Linked DNA regions of Mus musculus: region 2 is linked to region 1. The links are chromatin contacts, called in public HiChIP or PLAC-seq maps. All regions are on one chromosome and are shown on one strand. The core of a region is the stretch at or near the end of the contact, and the rest is flanking DNA. Distances in the headings are between cores, read along the strand shown. Region 1 holds the start of Ccl2 (chemokine (C-C motif) ligand 2). Region 2 holds the start of Slfn2 (schlafen 2).

What was found. HiChIP or PLAC-seq counts read pairs in DNA pulled down with a chosen protein or histone mark.
Region 2: a contact with region 1 is called in an H3K27ac HiChIP or PLAC-seq map of bone marrow-derived dendritic cells, with 4 times the contacts expected there. The contact joins the promoter of Slfn2 here to the promoter of Ccl2 in region 1. A contact is called at or near these places in 1 of 39 promoter capture datasets (hippocampal neurons), 1 of 115 datasets of contacts at active chromatin or transcription factors (bone marrow-derived dendritic cells) and 1 of 9 other capture datasets (macrophages).

What each region holds. Positions count from the first base shown.
Region 1 is chr11:82,034,140-82,036,839 of GRCm38.p6, forward strand. Ccl2 (chemokine (C-C motif) ligand 2) reads left to right here and starts at 1,438. Exons shown (of 3, transcript NM_011333.3): 1 at 1,438-1,598; 2 at 2,344-2,461. The coding sequence starts at 1,523.
Region 2 is chr11:83,063,799-83,066,498 of GRCm38.p6, forward strand. It overlaps Slfn2 (schlafen 2), which reads left to right and starts at 1,314. Exons shown (of 2, transcript NM_011408.1): 1 at 1,314-1,545. The coding sequence starts at 1,496. It overlaps Gm20234 (a long non-coding RNA gene), which reads right to left. Exons shown (of 2, transcript XR_388923.4): 2 at 1,943-2,258.

The sequences.
Region 1 (2,700 bases), core at 188-2,687:
TGTGTTACCTATGGGTAATTAGGTTTTTGACAACTGACTATGCCTGGCTCCTGGTAAGCCATCACAATGCTGCTAAGGACCACTTGCCATGGAATAAACACAGCAGCTTGTTTGATAAAGCTTATTTCCTATCACAAATATATTAACTTCAGAACTGTTCTCTTCCAAGCATCCCCCCATTCCTTTACAGTCATTGTCTCCACGACTCTCTATGAAAGACAAATCTTGGGTACAACTCTGCCAATCAGGAAAGACTCAAAAGGATGCTACAGAGGAAGGAGGAAATCAAGATACCTGAGTGGAAGACTCCGCTCAGCCACTGGCACGCATGTGAGAGCGCCACTCTTTTTATCAAGAGTCTGCTGAAATGAATTCTAAGGGCTTTCAGATTTTATCGCTTTGATCACACTGTTTGTGAAGAAATCTAAACCTGGAAAGCTGAATTAAGCCAGACATTCCAGTTGGCTCACTCATGGTCCCTGGAAATCACGAAGGAAACAGGGCAGAGAGCTACCAGGAGTAGTAAACGCTAACACACAGGCTTCTAATTCATCATGACTTAACCAAAAGGCATGTTTCTCCATGGCCCGTTAGCTGTCTGTTAGTTTGAAGGTAATGTGATGATAGCCAGGCTGGAGCTACCTGGGTCCTGTTCCAGGGACTCTTAGGGCAGTTACCTACATGACCCTTCTGGACCTCAGCTGCCTGATCTGAGAATGGGGAGTAACAGCATCTACTTACCAGAGCTGGGGAAATTAGAGACTGCACTGTGAAGGGTTCCAACCACTCCTGGCCCAGAGTAAGCACTAGGTGAGTTTTATATAGAAATTTCTTCTGCACCATGAGCTCATGTATATGGCTTTCCAGGTCTGGACTTTTACAACTCAGACAGTTCATATCAATGTCACAAAGCTTCTTAGTGCTGCAAAATATCTGGTAACCACCAAGTGGAGAGAATGCTGTATTCAACAAGGCCTGATAACCAAGGACTCAGCCGACTTACTGGGGGTCCTTTCCCAGCTGCAAGGTTCCTTGAGCCAGGGGCAAGCTAGGCTGTGTTTCCAAGCATCTTCTTCCTAAGGACTTTAGGTTCCTTGGCCACTTCCTTTTATTTCAGTGAAAGCAGAGCCACTCCATTCACACTTGTGGTCACAGTAGTACAATTACTGCCAATTCTTCCCTCTTTCCCCCCCCCCCCCCCTACTCCCTGCGCAGCTTCATTTGCTCCCAGGAGTGGCTAGAAAAATACCAAATTCCAACCCACAGTTTCTCTCTTCCACTTCCTGGAAACACCCGAGGGCTCTGCACTTACTCAGCGGATTCAACTTCCACTTTCCATCACTTATCCAGGGTGATGCTACTCCTTGGCACCAAGCACCCTGCCTGACTCCACCCCCCTGGCTTACAATAAAAGGCTGCCTCAGAGCAGCCAGAAGTGCAGAGAGCCAGACGGGAGGAAGGCCAGCCCAGCACCAGCACCAGCCAACTCTCACTGAAGCCAGCTCTCTCTTCCTCCACCACCATGCAGGTCCCTGTCATGCTTCTGGGCCTGCTGTTCACAGTTGCCGGCTGGAGCATCCACGTGTTGGCTCAGCCAGGTGAGACCCCCCCAGCTCCCTTCCCAGCATATCACCCCATTTTTGAATTGTCGTGGATTGTGATAGCATAGTCTCACATGGTCAGGTACTTTTTTTTTTTTCTTTAACCAAGATAAGGAGCATAAAGAAGGAAGGACAAAGAGCCAACCCAATTACAAGATTGCTTCTGGAAAGCAACTAGAATTTTAATTGTTAGATCTAAATTTGGAATCACACCTTCATATAGTTCCTGTTCCAGTTACTTCCCTCAGTATTTGGGAACCTGGGTGATCAAACAGAGGCTTGGGTTGGTGCCTTTTTCCAGATAGAGGAGAAAGGGGAAGAGATCCAAGATCCGAGCTGTGTTTCACCCAGCCCTGCTTCCAGAGATAGCAGCTTAGCGGAGGTGGTTGGGATCAGAGATACTCATGATTTGATTTTTTTTTTTTTTTTTTTTTTTTTTTTTTTTTTGCAGCCTACAGTAATGTACTCAGGTAATCTTCTCAGGTCATAGTAATTTGACTTCTAACTCCCCCAAATGACAGTCCCCAGAGTCACATAGTTTTAATGGCATCCCTCTACCCAAGACTGTGAGCCTACTTTAAGCTGCAAATAACTGAGTCTGTTGTCAAAGATCACATCCCAGATCTGATGTATTGGCATTTATATCCCATCCTGCTGAAACTGCCTTCTCCCCGTGGTCCTTCTCTTCTCTAAGGTCAGAAGCATCTTTCCTGTCCTAATGTGCTTCTCTTTTACTCTCCAGATGCAGTTAACGCCCCACTCACCTGCTGCTACTCATTCACCAGCAAGATGATCCCAATGAGTAGGCTGGAGAGCTACAAGAGGATCACCAGCAGCAGGTGTCCCAAAGAAGCTGTAGTGTGAGTTACATACCCCGGCCCTCCCTGGTCCAAAGGTTTTTCCTTAAGAACAAGGGATGGTCCTCATATACTTATAGTCAGTCACACACTCAGATCCAATGGGGAAACCAAGGCCAAGAAGGCAAAGGCAGTTCTCAACAGCATTGTCTCTATGGCTGCTGTTCAGGCCCTTTCTACTCCACAAGCTTATCTTAGAAAACCTGCAGGAGAAGCAGGTCACTTTGAGTCCCCTTTTTCTA
Region 2 (2,700 bases), core at 64-2,563, 1.0 Mb after region 1:
CAGACCTTTGGAGTTGAATTCCTTCTCACTGACTTTGGAACTGAACTGGAGCTCGGAGGAGGAGCTCGGAGGAGGAGCTCGGAGGAGGAGGAGGAGGAGGAGGAGGAGGGAGGAGGGAGGAGAGTGAAGAGGGGAGAGAAAGAAGAGAAGACTTCAGGCACACAGAGCATGGGCACTGGACTTTCTCCACCCAGCAGCTGCCTCTGTCCAGATGCTGCTCCTCCCTGGCTCCCCCACTTTCCCTACCCCTGTTCTTTTCTTCCTCATGTCCCTCAAAGCCCTGGTTGTTGGCTTGCCCTGGTCTCTGGCTAGTCTTGTGACATTCCTTAGGAACGGGAGGGTACAGTTCTGAGCAAGAGGTTGTGCTTGGGATACTGGAGGAGGGTGACTCATTGGACTCCCCCTAGCAACTTCTTCTTTCACCTCCTGACAAGTACAGAAGGAAAATTTTGTCTTTCTTCATTTTTGGTCTTCTTCATTACTGATGCAAATATTCTCCTTTACGTTTTTGCATGTTTCCATCAACCCACGAGAACTCCAGAAACCTCCTGTACTTTATTTCTTAAATTAGAGATTAAGAAAGAGATTCTAAAGGTCTCTGAGTCAGTTTCCTCAGAGCTGGTCTGGTGGTGACAGGCAATGAAACAGCCCACAGGGAAGAAAGAGCCCTGTTCTGGACCCTTAGGCTGGAGGGACAGTGGAGTTCTGGACCTCTGGAAGGGCAGTCAGTGCTCTTATCCACTGAACCATCTCTCCAGCCCTATTTCTTTTCTTTTCTTATCTTTTCTTTTTTAATATTTATTTTATTGGATATTTTCTTTATTTACATTTCAAATGTTATCCCCTTTCCTGGTCCTGGCCCCGGTCCTTCCTTCCTCCCCCAACTCCCTCTCCCATCCACCCCCAACTCCCTTTCCCTTCCCTCAAGCCCCCTCTCCCACCCCACCCCCCCTCCCCAATCAGTTTCTTAAGGCTGGTTAGGGAGGTGTTACTGTAACAAAGTAGCAAAAGAGGTGTACTGCTTTAGGGTAGCCCTGGGAATCCCATAGAGAGAAGGAATCTGCTGGCAGAGAGGATCCTGCTGTGCCCATCTTAAACCCGGGACTGGAGGGACTCTAAAGGCGTTAACAAGGGCACCTGCTCTTTTGAGCAAATGGACTTTGCTGCTTGGGAATGCCTGAGGCAGATAGAAATCTGACTAGTCAACTGTGAGCTTGTGTTACAGTCTGCCCAATAGAAAAGTGGAGGCAGGGCTTTCACTTCCTGGAGGGTGACAGTTCTGGGATTTCCAGTCTTCCACCAGTCTGTGCAATGCTTTAATGCAGCAAGGAACAAAGAACTCACATGGGCTTAGAGGTGAACACACAACCAGGGCTGCAGTTAGAACTCTTCCAAGTGCCAAAGCCCACCGGCGAAGACATCTGCTGGCCAGGACTTGTTGCAGACAGAGGGTCTTTCTCAGGTGACACTAGCCTGCTTTACCAAGACTGCTGACATGGGTACTAGACTTGAGGCAACTGAGCAAAGCAACCACAGAACTCAGAGGTAAGTAACCACAGACATATAGTCTACTCAAGTCCTACCCCTAATGTCATTTCTGTCCCTCACTTCCAACCCTGGGTACAGTCTAGTTGCTCTGGGACCATGGTTAGTTTCTGTCTCTACTGGCATCTTGGCTCCTTAGAGCCTTGGTAGCCCATTTTAACAAAGTGTTAACAAACCGGCTGTGAAGGGATTAGGCACCTGGTGAGCTGTCTGGGAGGGCAAATGCCTGTGTCTTCTTGGTTCAGGGGAGGACCAGGGAGAGAGCTTAGGTTCTGCTTGGCCTGAGCCTGAACTATTGAGGCAGACGGTGGGAGGATGAAAATGCAAGCCAGGCGTTGGGTACTTTTGGCAGGTCTGTGCCATGGTGTATCCCTGAGAAAATATGTCATGCAACAGATCTCGTGTAAGAGGTTTATTTGGGAGAGGAGAGTGAAAGGTGCCTCAGAGTTGAAACAGTAAGGAGGGAAAAGGGCAGACAGGCAGAGAGAGACATGGAAACACACAGGAGGTAAGGTTGAGAGAAATGAGAGCAGAGGAGGAGAAGGGGAGAGGAAGGGGGAGAGATATCTGTGGTGTGTGGGGCCCTTTTATCCACACACAGCAGGCACCTGGCACAGTTAGCAGGGGCAGGAGAAGAAATAAGCAGCCTCTAGTCCCTAGGAAATCAGGCTCCTGCTGGTCATCAGAGCATCTTGAGGGTTCCCCACTGGATCCTGTGGGAGGATAAGTAAATGTGTCTGAGCGACAGGAAGAAGGGGAACTGTATTCAAGATGAGAAACGAGATAGGTGCACTAGAGCCCTGAAAAGCTTATAATGTTCTCTTCCACCAACTGCCAAGCACTTTCAGAGGTGTGCAAAGAATTCTCCATCTCTTCTTTTCCTCCAAGAGGCAGCTACTACTGCTCCTGCCTCTGTGTTTGCCTGCCAATCTGCAGTGCCTGCATCTGGATGCCATGCTCTTTCCCTCTGAGGACAGCTAACAAGACACTTTAAATTCCAGACCAAAGTCTCTGAGAACTTTCTCTAGTCGACACTAGCATTTTGGGGGTTGGGGGGGTTGGGGGTTGGGGGGTTGGGGTGGGAGCGGCGGATGGGAGTCTGAATGGTAAAGCAGACCTAAAACTGCAGGGTGGTTAATGAGTTTACATGCCTGG